2 separate regions of the Mus musculus genome follow, and region 2 is linked to region 1. A link is a contact called in public HiChIP or PLAC-seq data. All regions are on one chromosome and are shown on one strand. Each heading gives the region's core, a stretch centred on a gene start, on an enhancer-like site or on the middle of the called end of the contact. The rest is flanking DNA. Distances are from core to core; before and after follow the strand shown. Region 1 has its middle 34 kb from the start of Mgat5. Region 2 holds the start of Mgat5 (mannoside acetylglucosaminyltransferase 5).

Evidence for each region. HiChIP or PLAC-seq counts read pairs in DNA pulled down with a chosen protein or histone mark.
Region 2: an H3K27ac HiChIP or PLAC-seq map of embryonic stem cells shows a contact between it and region 1, with 9 read pairs. The contact joins the promoter of Mgat5 here to the enhancer-like site in region 1. A contact is called at or near these places in 1 of 39 promoter capture datasets (hippocampal neurons), 1 of 484 Hi-C or Micro-C datasets (cerebral cortex), 9 of 115 datasets of contacts at active chromatin or transcription factors (the SCID.adh cell line, astrocytes, bone marrow-derived macrophages and 3 more) and 1 of 9 other capture datasets (adipose tissue).

The regions. Positions count from the first base shown.
Region 1 is chr1:127,169,672-127,173,208 of GRCm38.p6, forward strand. No RefSeq gene overlaps it. Among named protein-coding and RNA genes, the nearest start is that of Mgat5, 34 kb to the right of the region's middle. Within about 2 kb of position 1,855, at least 12 of the 459 cell types and tissues checked have an H3K27ac peak or open chromatin away from gene starts, as enhancers often do. A contact at or near this core is called in embryonic stem cells, where this site is marked.
Region 2 is chr1:127,202,885-127,206,452 of GRCm38.p6, forward strand. It overlaps Mgat5 (mannoside acetylglucosaminyltransferase 5), which reads left to right and starts at 2,102. Exons shown (of 18, transcript NM_145128.3): 1 at 2,102-2,543.

The sequences.
Region 1 (3,537 bases), core at 605-3,104:
CGCCTTTCTACTTGGCAAGATGCATCGGAGGTTTTCCGTATCTTCCTTCTGTCAGCCATACTTGCCAAACGCCTGCTGCACACCACACAGAGTCTCAAAAAGTGAGATTTGGGCACGGAAAAATGACAAATGCCCTCACCCCAACCACAGTCCTAGGCTAATGGTGTGGAAAGAATAAGTAATGAAGTAAGCAGATGAGAGATTTTTGAGATGTAGTGCTAAGGGAAATAACAGAGCCATGTGAAAACAGTATGCGGGCTGCAGAGCTTCAGAAGTCCTGCAAAGCAGCCTGGGTTGTCTGGCACATCAGACTTCCATGGGGTTAGCCACTGGCTGGTATGTTCTGGTGCTCAGGTGACATGTGGGGTAATATTCTCAAATCATCGAAAGGGTGTCAGTAGTTTATAAAACAGCAAGCCAACTATGTGTGCAGCCATCACGTGTAACTGTCCTTCATTGTATTTGTATATTCAGTTGTATTTTAGGACCAGAAAAATTACTCAGCAAGTAAAGACATTTGCGACCAAGTTGGATGACCTCTGTTCAATACCCAGAACCTACATGATAGGAAAAAGAAAACTAACTCCTATGATTAAGTAAATGTTTTAAAAACAAATGAAAAGAATTGGGCTTGGCAGAGGGCTCCATGGGCAAAGTGTTGGCTACAAAGGCATAGGACTTGAGTTCAGGTCCCTGGCACCCGTGTAAAACTGACAAGGTAGCACATTCCTACAGCAAGCTGGGAGGCAGAGTTAGGAGACGTCAGAGGCTTCCAGGCCAGCTAGCTGGTGTACACATGGCCAAAAGGAAAAGCCTGCCTCACACAGGTGGGAGAGAAAAACACTTAAGCTTGTCTTCTGATGTCCACACATGTAATACAGTCCACGCACACCAGAAGGGGGGTGGGGGGCTGCCGCAGACCCTCTGGGCCCCTTTGTCTGCGTGGAACGGGTCTCTAGTCGCAGGTGGGCAAAGCGTCAGATGGGATGACAGACAGATGCACACAGGAGAGGTTGTGTAGAATCTGAATGTAATTTGTCAAATTGAGCATCAAACTTTTTATACAGAAGACAATAAGAAAGTGGGGTGACGTACCCGCAAAGTACAAAGAGGTTACTGGATTCTTACACAAAACAGAGGAATGGTTTAACAGAAGGTTTAACAGGAACCACCTGGGATAGAATTCATTGTTAACAACTGGGATCAACAAGGGCTCCACCTAAGATTCACTTAATCTTAGAAGCCAGGGTCAAGGGCTTCGTGCCCTTGCCATAGTTCTTATTTTAGTCTATTGTATAGTCCACCTTTCCCTTAGGCCATTGTAAGTACATGTGTATGGGTGTAACTCAGCTATCTATAGTATCTATTCTGGTTTCTCCTTAGGTCTGAAACTTCCTTCTTCCTAGATGATGGTAAATTCCTGTGTAGGGCAGTGACCTAGCTTTTATTCAAAGTGATAGTGTAATGCCAGAGGCAATTCTGAATGTCACTGAATAGGCAACATTCTTCCTGAATTCCAAGCCCATGTTCTGCTCAAGGACTTTCTAGGACATTGGAAGACTGGCAAAGGCTTTAGCTATGTCAGAATTCAATCTTAAAAGGCACTTATAATAAGATAATACTAAAAGAGAGCACATGGATCCATACACTAGACTAACTCGGGAATGGAATATTAATGTGTGGGTTAGAGAGGACTCCAGACTCCAGGAGGTGAGTTTCCGTGAAACTCTTCTGCCTCGTGAGTAGCTTCCAAGCCTCTCAGCCTGTCAAGATGACTCGACCAGAGTGTAAGGCAGGGGGCAGGAATGCTTAGGTCCCTGAAGAGCCAGTTCCCACCACATGCAGGGAAGGACTGTGGAGGGGACCTATGACAACTCCCAGCACACACCAGGTGCCAACGACAGCTGCCTGCAGGAGGAGCACTGGTCAGCTGAGGCACTGTATCTCATGTTCACACTGACACTTCACCCCGAACTTTTCATTGCCATCAATGAGGCTTATCTGAGGCTGATGTCACCAAGCGGAGAGGCCGAGACTTGAACTCTTCTCTCCCAAGGGATCTATGACAACAGTCAGAAGGGAACCAGAGGCACTAGGAGGCTCCCCAGACTTGACCTTCCATTATTAGCCCCCCTCTACCATTGCCAGAACACTTGGTTATGTTGTAGAATCTCTCTCAGTCTCTCCTCTCCTCTCCTCTCCTCTCCTCTCCTCTCCTCTCCTCTCCTCTCCTCTCCTCTCCTCTCCTCTCCTCTCCTCTCCTCTCCTCTCCTCTCCTCTCCTCTCTCTCTCTCTCTCTCTCTCTCTCTCTCGTCTGTCTTTCTGTTTCTGTCTCCCCTTCCTGGGGTCTTAACTACATCCTATAAGAGAGACTGCAGACAAGAACTGCCAGCTCTGCCCCTCTGTGGTGGTTTTAATGAAATGTTTGCCCATAGTCTTGGGTGTCTGAGCACTTGGTCACCAGGTGGTGGTCCTGTGTGCAGAGGTTTAGTGTGGGACTGTGAGAGGCAACCTGGTTTCTGGTTGGGCTAGGTTTAAAACTGGGTGACCCAGCCGGTGACCATGGCCTACAAGGGACTATGGGCACTTTGCCATGCTCCTAGACACCAGGCTCCCGACATGAGGCCTCAGCTCTCCATAATTTTGTGGCCATCAGTTACATAAGGGCAATGCCCCAAGCCCCTCCACAGGTAAAGGATGTGACCACAGATCATGTATCCTCAAGACAGATCCCCACTTTAATGAGGTACCTAAAAGCCTGAAGGGCTTAGCCAATTAAGCTCCCCTTCCCAGACACTCCTCCCTGCAAAAGATATTTAACCTCAGGCCCGCCCTGAGAAAGTGGGGATACAGTTTCACTCATCACAACTCTCCACCATGACAATAAATGCCTTAAAACCATGGACTGCCTCTTCTCACCAGGGCCCGCAGAGGGGGGAAATGGAGCAGATCTTCCTCTAAAGAGCTGCATCTAATCTCCCTCAGGAGGCCTCTCTGCACTCCCAGCTATGGACTCCACCAAGTCAAGCTGCCCACCAACCAAGCTAAGAACCCCCTCATCCCATGGGACCCAGACAGAGCCCTTCTCCTGCCCCTTTCCCTTCAGCCCCCGGGCTCCATCCAGCCCTCAGGCCCCCACTCCACTCTCAGCTCTTCCGCATCATCCAGCAACATCCATGGTGTTCTAAAGTCTGAGAACCTGAGGTCCTTGGCCTCTGTGAGGGCCGGGACCCCAGAGCCTGACTCTGGGACTTCCCTGGGACCTCATACTGCAGTTCCCCACCCCCAGAGTATGGTCCCACAGCTGCACATATCCTTAAGCCTGCCAGGCAGTGGTGTAGGGATCAGTCAAAACTTTCTGCGTCCCTCCTCTCAGGCCCAAGCCCAGAGCGGATATGGGACATCCCCCCCCCATTTAACCCACCGTTTAGGAGGTGTGGAGTTACTGTAGGTTAGTCTCTGGGGATCAGCTTTGCTCTTCAAAGACTCTCTGCACCCTTCATGCTTTCAGTCCCGGATGTGAACCCTCAGCTCTGC
Region 2 (3,568 bases), core at 852-3,351, 33 kb after region 1:
ATGCTTGCTGGCCAGCAAGCTACAGGGATCCATCTGTCTCCTGGGCCCCAGTGCTGGGATTACAAGCATGCTCCACAAAGCCTGGTTCTTTACATATGGGTTCTAGGGATGGAATTCAGGTCTTCCTGATCACACAAGCAAGCACTCTACTGACTGAAGCATCTCCCCAGCTCCAGTAAATTAATGCTTTTACTCTATCGAAAGAACAATTGAAGTAATATTAATTTCTCCCTAAGAACATGCAATATATTTATGTAAATGAAAAGAATAGATAAGAGAGATTATGCATATGTGTACATATGAATTTACTATTTTACTTATATCATATTTTATTTCTTTATATATGTATGTGCTTTGGGTTAAAGAATCTGAAATAACTATATAGAATATCCTCTATAAAGTTTAAGTGATGAATGTCTTTCAGACAACCAGGTTGGTACAGTTAGGAACGGTCTGGTCCATGGGACTTGGCTTTCTAAAGAATCTATTATGATTATAATCTATAACCAGCACAGAAAGTCCTGGCCACCAGATGTCACCATTTTTCTTGAGACACTTTTTTTGGCTTGCAAGGAAGAATGCCTCAGAATATTCCTAGGGTTTCCAGAAAAGCTCATCCTGTGCACCCCAATTTCCTCGGTGTCCTTGGACCCCACTTGGACTGTCTCTGACACCTGGAAGCTCTTCTGATCCAGAAGTAGCCCAGCCTCTTCCTCCAGGTGGATGTTAAAGAAGGGCTGATTTCATTTGTGTACATTCCCAGGGTGCTCCAAGCAGGAGACAACACCACAGGTGTGTTCTATGAAGGACCTGGGTGTCAAGAGCTCTTACTCACTGGCTGTGTAGCCGAGAGGGCTACTTCACAAAACGCAGAAGAGGAACTAAATTGTTTCTAGTGTTAAAAAAAAAAATCCAAAATTCTATAATCCCCAGGTTTAAAATAATTCTGCCGGGGATGTGGAGGGGGGCAAGTTAGGGTGAAATTAGCCTAAGAACGGAGCTGTGAAACAAGGTTGAAGAAATTCTGCAGGATAAACCCTTCTACTGTAACTGGATATAGCGATGGCTCACAGGAGCAGAACTTCCTGTCATTTACACCCCGGGTAATCCATCAGTCCACCCTCCTTCCATTCCAGACAACACTTAACCAGGATCTATAATGCTCCGTGATGTAAATGCACGGCCAGCTCCCTGGAGGGTGGCCGATTGAATATTGCTTGCTAGTCAGTGTTTCATTGTGGTGCCCTCAGGGCAGGAGATGTGTTTTATTTCTGTTTGAATTTACAAGAGTACGGTGTTAAGCTGTCCAGGCTGCTCATAAAACGCAGACTGAGCAGAGAAAAAGAAGCACATTAGAAAAATTGTGTGCCTACTGTGTACCAGTCACTGCCAAACCCTTTACAAATATTTCATTACATTTTCACAATAATGTCATGGAGCAGCCGTTATTGCCCTCATTAATAGAGCCGCTAAGAGGATCCGGATAAATGACTTGCTCAGGGTCACCAAAGCCAAGGGTGTGATGCTTGTAATTCCTGTACTCAGGAGATGGAGGCAAGAAGATCCAGAGTTCGAGGGTATGCTCTGTTAAAAGCAAGTTCATCGAGGCCAGTCTGGGTTAGGTAAGACTGCACCACCCCCCCCCCCCCCCATCACAAAATAAACAAATACAAATCTGTTCAGTTAAAAAAAAAAAGACACGGGACAGAAATTCCTACTGTTTTTGCCAATCTACTCTATAAAGTATAAAAATGGAGCTCAGGGCGTTTGTTAAAAGTTGGCAAGACCCCCTAAACAGTTGAGCCCGCCATCTCCTCCCCACTGGTTTCACTCCTGAAAGGTCCCTGTCCTGAGGAGGCCCAGAGACCATCACTCTGGAGAATGCACTGTATGTAACAGTAATTGTACCCTGCCCCTGACCTTGCTAGAGTATTATTTACTCAGCTCCCTCGGTCTAGCTCTCTGCCTGTTTCTCCTTGGGCTGCGGAATGGAGCGGCTTCAAGTCCTCCTGTACAGGGTCTAGAGTTTGCAGACGATCCCCGAGAAGCCGAGGCGTTCCGAATTGGCTGAGCGCTCTGCCGGGGTGGGCGGGGAATTTGCGGAACGTCCGTGGCCCGGAATCCCTTTGCCTTGGAGAGCGGCGCGAGCCTAGAAGCTGAGAGAAGTTGGGTAGGTCGATCCGGGAAGGGTAGCAGAAACCTCGAAAAGATCTCCTAACCATTCTGTCCTGATCGTTTGGACTCAGGAGGAACGTCCCTGCTTGCGTCTAGGGGCGGAAGGTGGACGCGCTGCGCACGGCCCCGACAGGGCTGGTAGTTTTCAGACCGTCCCTGCCGAGGCCCGCTCGCCCGGCAGCCCTGCGGCTCCCGCGGTGGCGGCGGCGGCCCCAGGCTCGATCTAGCCCAGGTAGCCGCATCTCAGTCTCAGGGGGCGCTCTGACCCCGCTCCTGGCTGTGCCTGGGACCTCTGTTCCTGGAGCAAGGCTGCTGGAGAGTGAACCCGACTGCTACTGATGGTGCTTCTGCTGCTCCCCTACTAGCAGGTAAGAGCTGCTGCAGGGTCGAGCGATCGATTCAGAAGCTCGCCATCCCCCTTCGGGGAGATGCACGGACTGTGGATCGCGGGGGGACGCGTGGGGGATGTTAGGGGAGATGAGGCAGCCCTTATCCGGCCCAACGCTGACACCGGGGGCTGCGTGGGTGGATGTTCTGGCCGTGTTTGATTTGGGACGGGGGTGGGAACCCCAGAGTACAACCGAGGGACCCGCTTGGAGGGTCCACCACCTGCTCAGAGGCATCCCCTCTCATGGGACCCCGAAGATCTTCTCTAGCCTCTGAGGCTTTTAGGCTTCCAAGGAACTGTCCAGAAGGGGCTCGGGTGGCGTGGGCTGGAGGCGAGAAGCTGAGATTGGCATTTTGGACGCTGGGACCGCGATGAAACCAGAAACCAGGATGCCAGCGTGGGCCGGGCTAGGGTCCTGGGGATCCGAGAGCTCAGCGTGAGATGTGCCTTGAGCCAGTTGGAAGGAAGAATGAAGAGTGGGACCCCAGGTCCCTGGGGAGAAGGGATATAAAGATCCAAAGCTCCAGGCTGAAAGGTCAAGAAGACCCTTCGTAACCTAGAGAGCCTTAGGGACAGCCCGCCCCGGCCGCGATCCTGCCGGCGTGCACCCACGACTGGGAGATGGCAGAGGCTGCGGGATGTAAGGGCGACACCCGCGTACACACTCCCCCAGAGCATGCTCAGTGCGGTCCTGGGAACTTCCTGCCGAGTCGCCAGGCCAGCCTCTTTGGTCCCCTTTGGGGCCGCAGCTCGCTAAATTGGGGGTAGGGGGTGTGCGAGTGGGGAATCTCTGTACCCTCTTGTTCACCCTTTCTCGTCCCTCGGCCTCTGCCTGGCCTGTGACGGGCACCAGGGTTCTGCTTTCCAGAGCCACTCTGGCCTCTGGAGACGGGGGCGTGGATGTCATACCCTTGCTCCCTGAGGGTGGAAGACCAGAGGCCTGGTGACGCGTCGGTCTGCCAGGTGGACCCACTCTCAGGGAACGCAGGGCGCTCAGTCGCGCCC